2 separate regions of the Mus musculus genome follow, and region 1 is linked to region 2. A link is a contact called in public promoter capture Hi-C data. All regions are on one chromosome and are shown on one strand. The core of a region is the stretch at or near the end of the contact, and the rest is flanking DNA. Distances in the headings are between cores, read along the strand shown. Region 1 has its middle 25 kb from the start of Tex36. Region 2 holds the start of Lhpp (phospholysine phosphohistidine inorganic pyrophosphate phosphatase).

Region 1 (4,510 bases), core at 547-3,046, 970 kb before region 2:
CATAATATATTTTGGTCACATTTCCCTTTCCCTAACTCCTTTAGGTCCATCCCATCTTCCTACCTAACTTCATGCTCTCTCTCAAAGCAAAAGAGGAAAAACTTCAAAAACAAAAGAGAAATCAAAACAGACAAATTAAAAAAAATTAAATCAGTAAGACAAAAACAAAAGCCCAAACTAAATATCCCTTCCCCCAACACACACACACACACACCCAACACACACACACATACACACATACACCCAACACACACACATACACACATACAACACACACATACACACACACACATACCCAACACACACACACACATAAACACACACACATATACATACATACACACACATACACACACACACACACCCAACTCACACACACACACACACACATACCCAACTCACACACACATACACACACACATACACACCCAACACACACACATATACACACACATACCCAACACACACACACATACACACACACATACACACACACACACCCAACACACACACACACCCAACACACACACATACACACATACAACACACACATACCCAACACACACACATACACACACACATACACACACACATACACACACACATATACCTAACACACACACACACATACACACACATACACACACACACACACACACACACACAGTCCTTTTGTGATGGCCTGGGACATGGGGCCTACCTACTCTGTAGTATGGTTGATATATCCAGGGACACTCTGTTGGGGAAAGCTGATTTTCCCTTCCCCAGCAAGTATCAGTTGCAAGTAACTTCTTGGGAAGGGATGGGACAAGTGACCGGATTTTGAGCCCTTACTGAGTTTAGCACTGCTCTGGCCTCTGCACTACGAGGCTGAGCAACAACAGACCTCATCCAGACCAGAAGACCTGTCAGGGAGATGTAGCTGCCCCTAGGAAGAGCCAAGATATGAAGCTACGGAGGCTGCATCAGTGGGGATCAGGCGAGGATGCTTTGAAAGGTCATAATTATAATTTTATTAAGCTGTGATCAGGGAGAGAAGATAAATGTCATAGCAATGTGTTTAATATTGGATACATATTATATTACAGGATGATTATGAATTTGTGTTTCTTGTGTACGTTCAAATTTGGATATGTATGAGGGAAAAAGCTGAGTTTAATTTTTTATCTGCTGGATAAGGAATTGATTTTAATTCTTTCTCTGCTAATTAAAGGAAAATTAGAAAAACAAGCTACTTACTAAGGCACTAAATACATTTTGATTACTTATGGATATAAGCAGTTGTGCTGGCTTCATTTATTTATTTACTGAAAACCTAATGACAGATAAAATGAAGAATTAATAGTGTAATAGAGAGGGATAATGGAATTATTCAGCAAGCAGAATGAGGTCTACTGTTTTCCCACCTAGCAGCCAGAAACACAAAGCATTTGGTCTCAGGCAACTATAGGTAGCACGTGGCCCCTGCTTGAGTGGAACAAACTGCAGGGAAACTGGAGGGGCCAGGTGGGAGCAGCAGGTGTGGGCCTCAGGTGGGAGCAGCAGGTGGGGGCCTCAGGTGGGGCCTTCAGGTGGGGGCTTCAGGTGGGAGCAGCAGGTGGGGGCCTCAGGTGGGGCCTTCAGGTGGGGGCTTCAGGTGAGTTCAGTTCAGTGCACCTGAAGGAAGCCGAGAGCTGTGTCCTGCATGCAGCTGGGTGTGGTGGCTCTGATGGTTAACCTTTGCTGTCTTCTTGTTGGTTTAGAGTTACCAGAGTCACATCTTTGGGTGTGTCCTGTTTCCAGACCACCCTGAATGTGGGTGGTACCATCTCATAGCTGCAAGGCTATGAGGCCCGAAGAGGAAGGGGAAAGAGAACGGAATGTCAGTATTCATCGCTCTGCTTCTTACTGAGAATGCTGTGTGGCCAGCTGTTCACTTTCAAACCACAGCAGCATGGGCGGGGGATGGGGGGTTGGGACAGGATGAGCTATTAAGAGAGGGGAGGGACTCTGCATCAGGTGAAACCCTGATGAGTCTGAAGGAAGCCCAGCAGCAGTGGATCTAGATTTGTAGAGGATTTGAGGTCCTCTGGGATCTTAACTGGGCTTGGCAGATTAATAAAGGGGCTGGACAAAACTTCCCAGAAGGAAAGTGGAGATGAAGATGTGAGCAAGACAAAACTGGAGACAAGGCTATTTTCTCTGAGGTTTATTTTTACTTCTAAGGTAAGGGGATGTCTGCATGTGGGTGACCAAGGAGGCCTGGAGAGGACCTCAGATCCCTTGGAGATGGAGTTCTAAGCAGTTGTGAGCTGCCTGACATAGGTGGTGGGAAACAAACTGAAGTCCTCTGGAAAAGCGGCTTGTGCTGGTAACCAGTGAGCCAGCTCTCCAGTCCCAAGTGTGTGGGGGTGGAGGGGCTAAGACCTATGAAGCTGACTGTTCCTCAAGTGTCCTGAGGAGCCCAGCGTTCATTAGTGTCTGGGTCCCACTAGATCGGCCTAGCGAGATTCTGGAGGTGGGGATGCCCCAGTCTTTTATAGAAAGCTCCCCAGATGACCCCAGGGTCAGCCAGGACGGTGGGAAAACAAGTTCAAAGAAGTGAAAATCAGGAACAACAAAACAAAACAAAACGCAAAAACAAAAACAAAAACAAAACAAACTACACTCTCCTGCTTGTGGCAGCAGGAGCAATTAGGGAAACAGGCTGCCTAAACAGAGGCTGAATAGGTGGATGTGGTGACCATGGAGAGATCCACGCTATACAGCCTCAGAGAGGGAGGAACTACGGTGACACAGAAGCCTGGCGGGTGGGGGTGGGGAGTCTGAGGAACAGGTGCTAAGTGCAATAGAAGACTCAGAAAAATAGATGCTTTCATGTATTTAAAATAGTCAAATCCATAAAGCCAAAGGCTAGACTATTGGTTACTGCGTGCTAGGGAGGGAGGAAGGGAGTGGGGGTTAGTCAGCCACAGGTCAGAAATTTGGGTTGAGAAGAATAAGTTCCAGAGATGTTCTGTGGAACAAGGTGCCTATAGCCAATGCTGCTGTATTTCTCACTCTTAAAAGTTAGGAGGGAAGACCTCATGCTAAGTATTCTTGATACATGAGAGACCAGAGATTTTGTAGATGCTAGAAGTAAGTGAGAGGGCTATGCCTGGAGAGAGGAGGTGAGCGGAGAGGGGCAGATATGATTGATCACAATGTGTGCACTCACAGAGTAGGAATGCAGAGGTTAGAAAAGTCTTATGTGTGAATTAGTTTGGAAATTCCACGTAGATCCCAAAATTGAATATTGCTTGGTCATCCCATTAGAGAATCTGTACATTATAATCAATAATCGTCAGAAGAATCCCAGGAGTTCAGGATGCAGGTAGAATCTCTTGGTCTGGAAACGACGTGTGAGTGATGTGAGTGTAGACCTGGATGCCCAGAGAACAGGATGAAAGGAAACATCAGGCAGGTCCAGGAGATGCAGGGACTGTGATAGGACCAGGCTCTCAGGCCTGAGGACTCTGTATTCCCCTTTCTGCTGCACTGATGATGCTAGTCACAGCACTTGCATTGTCACAGGTATGACTTAAAGAGCATTCTAGAACGTATGTGTCTGGGACGGTGATGAAGGCTGATATTATTAGCTCACTGGTTGAAGAGTGAAGCTTTGATCCCCAGCCATCACACACTACCTTTGTGATCATGAGCAGTCTTCTAAAGCTTGGTTATTTATAAGGCTTACCTGTTAGCATTAAGGGTTAGATGAGAAAAATTCATCTGAAATGCTTTTTAGAGCACTAGATGCAGGGTTTAAGTTCTATACACAGGAATGGATTAGAGATGTAGCTCATTGATAGAGCACTTACCTGACATGCAGGAGGCTTAATGCCTAGCAGAACAAGAGAAAAACTAACAATAATCAAGAGGTCTGGGCTGGTGAGATGGCTCTGTTGGTAAAATGTTTGCTATGCAAGCCAAAGGAACTGGATTGGATGCCCAGAACTTACATTAAAAAGCCAGGTGTGATCCACACTTGGAATCCTTGCCTGAGGACGAAGAGGGGACAAGTGAGTCCCAGGGGATTGCTGGCTATCTGGTCTAGCATAACCAGTAGGCTCCAGGCCAGAGAGTCTGCCTCAAAAGAAAGTGGACAGCATTTGAGTAATAGCATTTGAAGTTGTCCTCAGGCCTATATACTCATGGGTGTGCACTCTCCCACATGAACATACATGTGTTTGTACACACACACACACACACACACACACGTGCATCAATGAGGCTGATCTCTCAATGACTCCATACTTGATAGAGGAGCAATGGGAGGGTGCACACTTGTCAAGACTCTTTGCTGTTAAATTTTCCACAAGTCAGGTTCTGATATTCCAATATGCCAACATTATTTTCTGCTGCAGAGAAGCAAGGAGTGTCAATTATGTGGGTGGTGGGTCTGGATCTGCTGACTGTGGCTCTCTTTCTGCCTTGCTAAGAGAAAACTGGGTCGTTCCATTTACAGATAACGTAGATTCTTCCTCAGAAC
Region 2 (4,003 bases), core at 479-2,978:
AAAAGAAACCTCATTTTCATTATACATATTTGTACATGTATCCATGTTCATATGTGTGTGTGTGTGTGTGTGTGTGTGCGTGTGTGTAGATACACATGTATGACACCGGTAATCTCAATTGGCAGCTCGATGAGAGCTAGCATCATCCAGAAGACAAGCATCTGGGCCTGTCTGTGGGTGGACTCTCTTCAGCTGTTAATTAAAGTGGGAAGTCACTTCCTACAGGTGGCACTATCCCGGGGCTTATATGCTTTGGCACTATCTTCACGTATACTCATCTATGGTGAGTGACTCAGTTTATTCATTTGAGCACAAACTATGGTCTACCTTCCTTCCAATGAGATCCTCATAACGTCCTGGCTGCTTACATCGTCCAGTGTCTGTCCCGCTACACTCTAAGAGGGGCCTCCACAGAATTAACTGCTCATATCCAAGGCTCAGTGAAACAAAGCCAGCCTTAAGTTCTGGAGTTAGTGGAGACAATGTAGAAGCCAGAAAGACATGTAAACTGGACTTTCACCCACCCAGAAGGTCTAGGTGTTTCCTAGGACTAGCTGTCCCATACCAGTCCCTTTCACTGTGCTACAAAACATAGTCTGTGTCCTTGTTACACCATCAGTGCCACCCCTCTTGCTCAAGTGTTCTCTCTCTCCACAACCATACGCGCGCGCGCACGCACACACACGCACACACACACACACACAAACAGATAAGTAGGGGAGGGCCTCTCGGGATCAAAGGACTTACTTAACTGCAAATAAGTAAATAGTGCTAGTTAGGTCAGGGTACCCCAGAGAGTGATATTGAGAGAATAATGCTAAACAATGAGCAGCCTCCAACTGCTCATCCACATTACACAAAGCTATCTGCGGACCAAAGACAAATAGCCCAGGTTTAATGCCAATTGTGGTCTCTGACAGCATTCTGCATTGGCAAGGTGTAATGAGCCAGACCCCTTGTCCTCCTCAAATCAAAACCAATACAAGAGAATTAGATGGCTAGCCATGTATATGATTTAAAGTTTTCTAAGAGAAACAGGTGGATCATTTGAATAGTTTACTTAGCCTAGTATATTAAAAATAGTCACTTAAACGTGTAAGCAACATCAAGAAATATTTTAAAGTAACTTTTCCATTTATTTACTTTTAAGATGGAGGACATGCATGGAGGGCAGAGAGAGGCAACTTACGGTAGCCACCGTTCTTATTCTACCATGTGGGTCCCAAGAATTGAACTCAGGTGTCACACACAACTGGCAATGAGTGTCTTTACCCATGGAGCCATCTCCCCGGCCTAACAGGTTGCAATATTAATGAGATAGTCTACACTTTTTGAATCTGTATTTTACTTGCAAGTTAACCAACTGCTTCCAAAACACAGCTTCAACCCATAAATGCCTAGGACCAACCCAACCTTCCCCCGACAAGGTTCCTAGCCAGCCTGAGGGGTGGAGCTAGCACTCGAGAAGGCGGAGCTAGCGCGAACGCCCCGCCCCCGGTAGTTGACACAGCCGGGAACCCCCTGCATTGAGCTCACTAACCTCGCCACTGCCTCCACAGAGCCTGCGATAGCGGTTGCACCGCTTGCGCTGCTATCACATAGCACCCCGGAGATGTCAAGCAGCACTCCCCGCACGCCCGTCAGCCGCTCAGCCCATGCGGCCATCGTGTCCAGCTATAAATCCGAACTCGGCGTCGCCGCTGCTTTTATCCCGCAGCCACGCCTCCCGCGCGGGGTTGCCTGGGAAATGTAATCCGCGGCGGGCGGGCCGGGAGCAAACTGGGAACCACGTGGACCAGCCTGACGCTTGACTATCAGGAAAAGCAGTGAACGCATCCTGCGGAAGGAGTTCAAACCCCTAAGAGTCAGGACATGACAACTTGAAATGAAAAGTGAAACAGTCCAGGAGGGATGGCTCTCACCTGTAATCCCCAGCAGGGCTGAGAGTGTGAAGCCAAGATGCCACAAGGGGGTAAAGGTGTTTGGCACAAAACTTAACTTTAATTCTATTCCCAGGACCCATACAATAGCAGGAGAAAACCTATTCCTGACATTGTCCCCAGATCTCCCCACGAGTGCATGCACACACACGTATACTAATTAAATAAATGAAATTTTAAGTGTTGGAGACATCCTAGCCTCAGTAGTGAGGTTCTGTCTCAAAAATGGAAGAGAGAGGGAGAGATCTTGCAGGCGGTTAGATGGCACCATCCAATTCCTTGGAAACACACTAAAGGAACGTGTGCAAACAGAATGACTGCGGTGTAAATAAATGATAATGCCAAGACAAGCTGAAGAAAATTAATGTAGAGGATACAGGTTGCATATCAGAGATGCTGAAAGAAATGTGCTGAAAGAAAGATCAGCCAGGGGAGGTGGCAGAAGCAGCTGAAGCTCTCAGAGTTTGAGGTCAGCCTGTTGCGAGTTCCAGGACAGCATGGACTACACAGAGAAATCCTGTCTCAAAAAAAACAAAAAAACAAAACAAAACAAAAAGAGGGGAAGGGGATTGGAGAGAGAAGGGGGAGGGAGGGGGAAGACAGGGGGGAGAGGGACAGAAAGGGAGAAGGAGAGAGAGAGAGAGACTCCCGCTAACTACCTTGGAAAACTCTTCTGTTCTAACATTATATGAAAAACACAAATTCAAAAGTTATATGCAGACAACAGCCTTGCAAAAATAAAGAGCATGGTAATATGAGTAGAAAAAAACACCAAATTTTATGTGTCTCGGGAGGCCAGAAGAGGGTGTTGATCCCTGAAACAAGAATTATATATAGACCCTGATGATTAATGATGTGGGTGCTGGGACTGAACTCTGGTCCATCTGAAAGACCATCCAGTGCTCTTAACCACTGAGCCACCTCTCCAGCACCCAGAATGTTAGAACTTTAACGCATTTCAACAAAGTGTGCATTATTCTTTTGATGAGCTTACCAGAGGAGCTGCTCGCAAGAGAAATAAAAGGTATAATGTCTACCCTGAGTGGGTTTACTGTGCTAGAGATCAATATTATACAGAGAGACTGAAGAAGCTGCTCTAACTTGAGAAAGTTTGCTTACATCGGGCAAGAAAGAGCTTACAGATTTGGGGGTTAGGAAGTGAAGGCTGGAGAATCAGGCTGGAGTCCTGCATAACCAGGAGTTATGTGTCTATAAATCCAATAATCACTGAAGGAAAACCCCAGACTCAAATAGTAATGCAAAGGCAGAAGGTTTATTCTGCGGAAATTACCAGCATGCAGGGGCCAACCGTTCGTCAAAATGGTTTGCAGACCCCTTTTATGCAGGTCTAAGGGAATTTTCCAGAAAGATTAGGTAATCTCCAATATGATTGGTAGGGGCAAAACAGTGACATTAGTACAATTTTGATTGGTTGCTAAGTTAGTTTCATTATAATTGCTGAAACCTTGAGGAATTTTGTCAACCAGCTCAGTTCTGGCCTTGTTATCTCCTCCAGCTGGGTATCCCAGGAGCTGACTCAGCTCCAGACTTTACCTCCCTAAGTCACAGCCATCATTGGCTAAAGGCCCATTGTCAATGGCTCCTTCTGGGAAGCCCAGCATGCTTCCTGGGGAAGTGAAAATTTTTTATTGCCAAGGTTTCTGGACCTCCCATTAGAGATGCTCTGCTCCTTTGGCAGTTCTCTTCCACTGCCTGTTGGTAAGATGCTAGTATCCCATTAGAACAGCCTCTGCCTCCAATGAAGCACAAGAAACAAATTATTTCAACACTGCCTTCCTGTGTCTGCCACTTCACCTTCAGCATCTAACTGGACAGCACCCAGTTTAATCTTCATGGGAATCTGGGTCTTTCCAGACTTCTAGGTTGGAGCTGGGTCAGACTGAAGAATTTGGCAGAAGTCTCTGCCCCTTGCAGTGGGCGCGTGTGGTACAAATTGGCCCAAGATGTGATCTTTGCCTTCAGCTCTCAAGATGGTCTGAGGATAAGACAACATATAACACAGTTGAGCTAATGTATGCCAAGTGACAATGAGTGACAGAGAT

What was found. Promoter capture Hi-C pulls out the DNA fragments that hold promoters and counts their contacts.
Region 1: a contact with region 2 is called in a promoter capture Hi-C map of embryonic stem cells, with 3 times the contacts expected there. The contact joins the enhancer-like site here to the promoter of Lhpp in region 2. A contact is called at or near these places in 6 of 39 promoter capture datasets (the 3T3-L1 cell line, embryonic stem cells, liver and 1 more).

What each region holds. Positions count from the first base shown.
Region 1 is chr7:133,574,402-133,578,911 of GRCm38.p6, reverse strand. No RefSeq gene overlaps it. Among named protein-coding and RNA genes, the nearest start is that of Tex36, 25 kb to the left of the region's middle. Within about 2 kb of position 1,796, at least 5 of the 459 cell types and tissues checked have an H3K27ac peak or open chromatin away from gene starts, as enhancers often do. A contact at or near this core is called in embryonic stem cells, where this site is marked.
Region 2 is chr7:132,608,368-132,612,370 of GRCm38.p6, reverse strand. Lhpp (phospholysine phosphohistidine inorganic pyrophosphate phosphatase) reads right to left here and starts at 1,728. Exons shown (of 7, transcript NM_029609.1): 1 at 1,541-1,728. The coding sequence starts at 1,665.